Regions from separate parts of the Mus musculus genome. Here region 2 is linked to region 1. The links are chromatin contacts, called in public Hi-C maps. All regions are on one chromosome and are shown on one strand. The core of a region is the stretch at or near the end of the contact, and the rest is flanking DNA. Distances in the headings are between cores, read along the strand shown. Region 1 holds the start of Slc34a2 (solute carrier family 34 (sodium phosphate), member 2). Region 2 has its middle 56 kb from the start of Gm17182.

What was found. A called contact is a pair of places that touch in the nucleus more often than the background predicts.
Region 2: a contact with region 1 is called in a Hi-C map of nephron progenitors, with 1.6 times the contacts expected there. The contact joins the enhancer-like site here to the promoter of Slc34a2 in region 1. A contact is called at or near these places in 11 of 484 Hi-C or Micro-C datasets (the Patski cell line, brown adipocytes, embryonic stem cells and 5 more), 2 of 115 datasets of contacts at active chromatin or transcription factors (embryonic stem cells and intestinal villus epithelium) and 3 of 9 other capture datasets (adipose tissue, liver and pancreatic islet).

Annotation. Positions count from the first base shown.
Region 1 is chr5:53,047,339-53,050,859 of GRCm38.p6, reverse strand. It overlaps Slc34a2 (solute carrier family 34 (sodium phosphate), member 2), which reads right to left and starts at 1,507. Exons shown (of 13, transcript NM_011402.3): 1 at 1,464-1,507. It overlaps Gm17182 (predicted gene 17182), which reads left to right and starts at 1,505. Exons shown (of 2, transcript NR_166509.1): 1 at 1,505-1,979; 2 at 2,622-3,118.
Region 2 is chr5:53,103,228-53,106,993 of GRCm38.p6, reverse strand. No RefSeq gene overlaps it. Among named protein-coding and RNA genes, the nearest start is that of Gm17182, 56 kb to the right of the region's middle. Within about 2 kb of position 2,338, at least 17 of the 459 cell types and tissues checked have an H3K27ac peak or open chromatin away from gene starts, as enhancers often do. A contact at or near this core is called in extraembryonic ectoderm, intestinal villus epithelium and nephron progenitors, where this site is marked.

The DNA.
Region 1 (3,521 bases), core at 258-2,757:
TAATCCCAGCACACACTTGGGGAGGCGGAGACCTAACTAATTCAAGACTAATTGGAGGTCTGGAGAGATGGATCAGCAGTTAAGAGCACTGACTACCCTTCTTGAAGGTCACGAGTTCAAATCCCAGCAACCACATGGTGGTTCATAACCATCTGTAATGAAATTGGACACCCTCTTCTGGTGTGTCTGAAAACAGCTACGGTGTACTTACATATAATAAATAAATATCTTTTTAAAAAAGGACTAATAGGACCTACACAACACTCCATCTCAAAAACCCAAAGGCTAGCTATGTAGCTCAGAACAGCCACTACGAAGCATAAGATTCTGAGTTCAATCCTTAGGCTGTCAGTTAGTTGACCTGTAACTATTCTGCCCTGTTTGGGGGAGTTAAAAGCTAAATTTGTAAACCTATGTATGCGACAATCTTTATTGAAATCTAGTATACTCCAAATCAGATCCCTCAAATACTGTTTTGGGGTGTTTTGTTTTGTTGTTTTCTTTTTCATAAACTCAGGCTATTCTGTGCCTGAGTCGTGGTACCCTGGAGGGGTAGGGGAGGGGTAAGGGAGGGAGGTAACTTGTGTAGCATCCAAAACTATTACAAAGCCTGCCCTTCTTGCCCCGGCTTACAAAAGCTTGTAAAACAGAAAAGGTCATTATCAGCTGGCATAGGATAAGACGGTCTCCTAGTCCCAAACAATGCTTACTGTGGGGAGGCTCAGGTTTTCCAGAAATGCCTAACTGAGAACAAGTTTCAGTCTACAAGACAGGAAAGCAGACAGATGACAGAGCCACCCTGCTAGCACAAAACTCTCCTGAAAGGACCTCCCCCCGCCCCCAAAGTACAGGACCGATGATCCACGGGTTTTAAGAAAATGCCCACAGTACCTATGGCAGGCACCTGTCCCTCTGGAACTTTAACTCCAAAACGGGCACTCCTCCTCTGGCTTGAGCATACTGTCTCCTCCGACCCTGTGCATATCCCTCTGCCTTAAGAACCAGAAATCAAATCCTGCTCAAGACATCTGAAGGGCAAAAGCTTTTGGCCAAGTCCCCCCAGAAGGGTCTGCATCCTCCAGCAGCCAGAGCAAACCTAGAACTTGCAGGAAAAGACCCAGGTGTCATGAAGAGGGCCACTGCACGTCAGGGAGTCACACGGGTAGTAACCCAGACCAAGCATGAGGCCAGCCCGGCAGATCCTCCCACCCCAAGCCACAGACACAGCTAGCAGGTGAGGCATGTCCACCTACACTAGTTCTAAGAGTTGTCCTGACAGCAATCACAACCATCTTTTAAAAAAAATCTGAAAGTTTAAGATGATGTGCTCTCATATCCTCCTCTGCAGCCCAGAGCCAGTCAAGTCCCTTAGGGGTGTCTACAAGAATGAAGTCACTTAAAAATTCAGTGTAGGTCCTTGAGATCAGAAGCAGCCGGCGGTAGCGGCCGACCGGTGTACTCACCAGCGCTCCCTTCGCAGGTAAGGGACAGCAGGAGGCACCCAGGTGGAGCGCAGCTGAGCGCCCGGTATATATACAGCGAAGGTGTTGCGCAAAGAGGCCGGCGGCAGTCGCTGTCATCACGCCCCTCGCACATTCCAGGACCGCCTGCTGCCGCCGCCACGGCACTGCCTACCTGCCGGCTTAGTGAGCCCATCGCGGGGAGAAACCTCAGACCAGGCCCGCAGTAGGAACGGCCGAACCGCCTGCGCCCCGGTGGCGCCCCGCGCGCCCCGAATCCCTGCCTGCCTCCCTCACACGCGGGAGTTGCTGCGAATGCTGACCACCAGCTGTGGGCCTCTGCCCTCTGCCTCGTTCTCCCAGAGTCTCTGTGCCGTTCCGTCTCCAGGGCTGGAGAGGTTAGACACTGAGCAACAGATTGTAAATTCAGGGACAAGATTCTTCTTCTTCGCAACAAAGCCAGGATTGTTCCAGGTGCCTCTGCCTGGAGACCTGTCTGGCTTGGGCAGTTAGAACAAGGTCAGCATGGAACTTAAGACTGACTGCTAGGGAGTGGCGGGCCTGGAGAAGGGGTGCTTTCTCTACAGTGTGGGTGCCCTGGGTCAGTCGCCCCCCATCCCCATCTCTACCCACTGTAAGGTGGCCTGGAGATCAGCCCCAGGAGGCCCCCCCCTTCCCCCCAGGCTAGTACTGAACAAGATGGAAACAGTGGATTTAGCCTCAGATCAGAGCTTCAAAGCCTTGCCTCAGAGGCCCAGGAGCCAAGATTAAGTAAGGCACGGGGTAAGGGCACAGGCTCACACAGGAACTGCTAAAACAGAGCTAGTTTTGCCTCAAACTCCAAGTACCCATAACTAATGTTTGGAGGTGCGCTGCCCTGGGCTAAGCTCTCAGGATCTTAGCTGCCTGTCTTCAGTTCCCTGCTCGCCCCCCTTGCCGTCCCCTCCTCATTTTTCTCAGTGTAAAATGTGTGTCCTTGGTTCACAGCACTCAATATTTTAACACTGTCCTTCCAGAGTTGGAGGACTAGGAAGGTTCTGAGACTTATCACAGGTGCCAATACTGTCTACAGCAGCACAAAGCACAAACGACTCAGTTGGAGACAGGGAAGAAAGCTAGCCTGCCTGGTGGCCCTGTGGAGGAATAATGTTTGCTCTACAGGACAAACTAAGGAGTTCTCAGCAAGCACCTCTCAGAGCACAGGCTGGAGTAAACGGAGTCCACCCCCACGTGACCACCACGGAGTTCAGCACAGCCTGTAGCCAGCGGAGGGCAGGGCAGGGCAGGCTGCACTCTCCACCTACGCTGTTCCCAGGAACCCTGAGGCCTTCACTCACTGGTCATCTATCCTGTGACCCTGCCTCACAGTGGCTAAAGGCTTCCCTGAGGAGGTAACTGCCTTGCCCCTTGCTTTAAAATCATTTCCCAAAATGGAGCCCATGTGGGAAGATCAGCTCTGCCAAAAACCTTGGGAAGGCTCCTTTAAGTTCCAGTAGACAAGGGAACGTCAACCAAAGCTCTCAGGGTGTTATCTTCTTGGTTCTAGATTGACTACAGTTCTTTACTTCTCTGCAATGTGTAAGTGTGTCTACATTCATTCTCACCTCCCTTTAATCAGAATGTGGTCTAATAAAGAACACTTCCATGTTTTCATTTGATCTCTGATACCCGATATCTTCATTTAATAAGCCTATGTTTACATACAAACTTCTGGAATACTATCACCAACGTAGATTACCCTAGCTAGCTAACCTCCGATTACGTAATGCAGCACTGTAGGGTAGAATTAGGTAGATCATGCCATTAATTATTCTGAAATTGAGGTCCAGACCATCTTCTCTATGCTACGGAGTTCTGTGTAACTGTTACAGGCCTAAAACCTGTGGGATGAGAACACTTGAAATCCTATCATTGATTTGGGTGTTTTGTGTTTTTTTTTTTGTTTTGTTTTTGTGGGTTTTTTTCCTGTAAAATATGTACTCATGCTGATAACGGAGTGGAACATGTTCGATTTCTCATATAAAAACATTAGATTTGGGAAATCATTTGTGATCTGTGCTA
Region 2 (3,766 bases), core at 1,089-3,588, 55 kb before region 1:
CCACCCCCAACACACAAACCAACACCCTACAGGAAAGCGATTGTCCTGCTAACCATTGACAACTGTGGAAGAGAAGGTGGCAGGAAGCTCCCTTCCAAGAATTCGAAGCCTGCATCTGTGATGTTTGCCCAGCCTCACACTCTGTCAGGGCTGAAATGAGTGTTTCCTTGAATTCTAGATTAACCTTTCAGTTTGCCCCCTCTCTCCCATGTGTACTGTTCTCATTTGAGCAAAAATTATCTCAGCCATTTGTAAACGAGCCAGACTTCGGGGTCTAATAATCCTGGTCCTGCAACTTACTCAGTAATGCTGGGATTAGCCCTCCTTGGGCTTCATACTCTTGCGCTATGAAATGAGGATTTAAATTTTTTTTAAAATCTACTTCTTGGGCATCTCACAAGGCTTAAGTGAGATTTTGTGTGTTTGTCTCTGTCTCTGTCTCTCTCTCTGTCTCTCTCTCTGTCTCTGTCTCTCTCTCTCTCTCTGTCTCTCTCTCTGTGTGTGTGTGTGTGTGTGTGTGTGTAGCCCACAAGAAAGTGCTCTGAGTACAGGTCTGTCGTGCTGTTGGGGCAAGAAATACAAAAAGCTCTACAAGGCACTAGGCTCTGCCTCAGACCTCTGTCGAGAGCAAGCACACCCATTCCCTATGTGCTGGCACCATTCCCTGTGACTGCTGACAGCTCACAGCTGCACTATCCAGTGGGTCACACACACTTGCAAGGATATCCCATGTCCCGTTGCTCATGGACGTAGGAGCAGTTTCCCAGTCTTGTCTTCATTGGTTACTTTTCTGTTTCTGTGAAAGAACACCATGATCAAGAGCAACTCAGGGAAGAAAGAGTTAATTTTGGCTTACAGTTTCAGGGGATAAGAATCTGCATCACGGAAGAAAGTTAAGACAGTAAGTGATAGGTACGGAGGCTGGGAGAAGACATCTTCAATATAAACTTGAACCAGAGAGAGTGAGCTGGAAATGAGATGAGGCTTTGAATTCCCAAGGCTTGGCCCAGCGACATAACCTCCTTCAGCAATGCTATACCACAACACCAAACAGCGCCACCAACTGGAGACCAAGCATTCAATTACCCGAGTCTGTGAACCACACTGTGGCTATTGCTATTTGGACACAACAGCAGGGTGGGCATAGTGCCAGGTAGCAGGAGCAGGAAGCTGAGAGATCACCTCTCCAGTCATACACAGAGAACAAATTGGAAGTAGGTCAAGGCTATTAACTCTCGAAACCCACCCTGCGTGACATACTTAAACTCTCGAAACCCACCATGAGTGACATACTTCCTCCAGTAAGCCACTGCCTTCGAAAGGTTCCACAACTCTCCCAAACAACATCACCAGCTGGGGACTAAGTCTTTAAAATATATGAGCCTGTGGAGAACATGTTTTCATCCAAACTACCATACGTATCTTCTCTGAGATGTCCTATGTTCTTCTGCACAGTTTGAACGTATCCAGGCATCTGCATGTGCCCTGGAGAGAGATGCACATGGGGTAAGGAGAGGGGGGTGTTGGGATACAGGTGTTAGCTATCTGCACTGTAGAAGCAGCTGTATCCATAGGAATCTCTAAGCACCAATGAAGCTGGAAGCAGGACCATCAATGAGAGGAATCTGATGAGAACGGGCCCGAGCAAGCTATTGCATTGCCTGACAGTCAGGGCTGCCATGACAGGTTGCTGTAGTGGCTGGACAGTATCCCTTTATTACATTGCCACCAGGCTCCAGCATTACACCAGCCTCCAGAGGAATGGGAGATGGAGGTATAGGGACACATTCTGAGAGTGATTTTCCAAAGGAACCTGTTAGTTTATTACATTGAACAAAATAGTGTTCCAACCTATGCAACTGCCCGCCATTATTGACATCCAGGGAGTGCACACTCAGAAGGAAAACTTGATTGTAGATAAGAGAAATGAGATTTCAATATACATCTGAGCGTCATATAAATAAGTTTCAACTCCACTACCACGACAGCACAACAGATGCTTCACGGTATAAAGTGATGAGGGTGGCCATTAAATGCAAAATTGCTACAGAGGTGGGGTTGAGCCTTGGCAGGTGGGCAGGACTTTGACAAGGTAGATGGAAAGAGATGTCCCCTGGGATCGAATTACCACCAGGCCATGGGCCTAGAGGTGGGACTATGCACACAGTACTGCAGAAAGATTAGAAGGTGGGTGTGGGGGCGCAGTGGGAGGACATTGATCAGGAGGGCAACGGTATTCCAGTTGGTCAGAATGGCCCAGAAACTCAGTCATGCATGAGCCCAGCAGACAGGCTCTCCACAGGCCCGGACTTGCCTTCTGGAAACTGCAGATAGAAGCTAGGAACTTGTGATTACCCAGGGTTAGCTGTCCCCTTCACAGCTCAGGAAGCTGAAAGCGGTCCTCCTGACATCTCTCAGAGTGGCAAACAGATTCCAAGAGTCACAGAGAAAGTAGGGTTGTGCTTCGGGGGCGGGTCTGGGGCATAGAGGCCCCACACGTAGCTCCTCTCCCAGGAAACAGCATAAAGAAACCAGCTGACTCGGCCAAGACAACTCATATTTTATGCTTTCTCTTCACTCCACAAAGATGCATCGGATTGATTTTTCCAGAGCTGGGCTCACATTCCACATCACCTCTGGTGACCGAGCCACTCAGCCAGGCAGAACGTCTTGTGGAAGAGCTTAGATGAGAAAGGTGCCAGTCGGTGCATGCTGAGGTCTGGGTGCGGCCACCCCTCAAGGCTCCAGTTGGTTCTGCTTAACAGCCCTTTTCTGAAATCAAACACAATCAATCTCTCTCTCTCTCTCTGTCTCTCTCTCCCCTCCCTCCCTCCCTCTCTCTTTCTGTCCCTCCCTGTCTCTCCCTCTCTCTAACATACATACACAGAGAGAGAAAGGAAGGAAGAGAGAGGAGAGAAAGAGAGAGAGAGAAAGAGAGAGAGAGAAAGAAAGAGAGAAAGAGAGAGAGAGAAAGAAAGAAAGAAAGAAAGAAGAGAGAGAGAGAGAGAGAGAGAGAGCTCTCCACCCCTGTCATGGGACACACGCAAGCCTATCTGTGCATGATGAGTCATCGTGCTTGTAAAGTGGGGGGGGGGGGGGGGCACGTGAAGCCCGTGCCCGAGGCTACCCTCTGCATGGCTCCACAGGAGAACTCAAGGTGCACGACTCCCACCCTCAAGGGAAACAGATCAAGGAAGTGGAGGAGTGTGCCCCACCTTGATGAGTTCCCAGCTCCACGGAACTATAAATCTCTGTTGCTCAAGCCACCCAGCCCGTGATGGTTTGAGATTGCCGTCTTTGCAAATGAATATAAAGAGTCACCGGTGTAAGAAAAATTGCACATGGTAGAACTTAGGGGATGTCTAAAGAGATTCTGGGAAGCCTTATAAGAATTTCAGCACCAGAAGAGGGCTGAGTCATCCTGCAGTGGACACTGCCCCATCCTACCCGTCCCACAACCCAGGGGCCCATCCAGGCCACTTGGGTTCTATCTAGCTCTTTGGACTCAAGCTATCTTCAAGCCTGGCAGTACTAGTATCACTTCTGAAACCCATTCCAAATGCTTCATGACTCCTCCCAGAGTCAGAGATGCCAGTCTTGCTTGGATGCTCCCTCCCACCAAGCTGTTGCTTTCGGTATCACTGAGTGTGGTTGACACTGTCAAGCCGGCACGATCTTCTTCACCTAGAAGAAAACCCTCTGCATATCTCTGAAAGAGTTTTAGATTAGCTTCCTTGAGGTGAGAAGATCCACCCTAAAGGCAAGC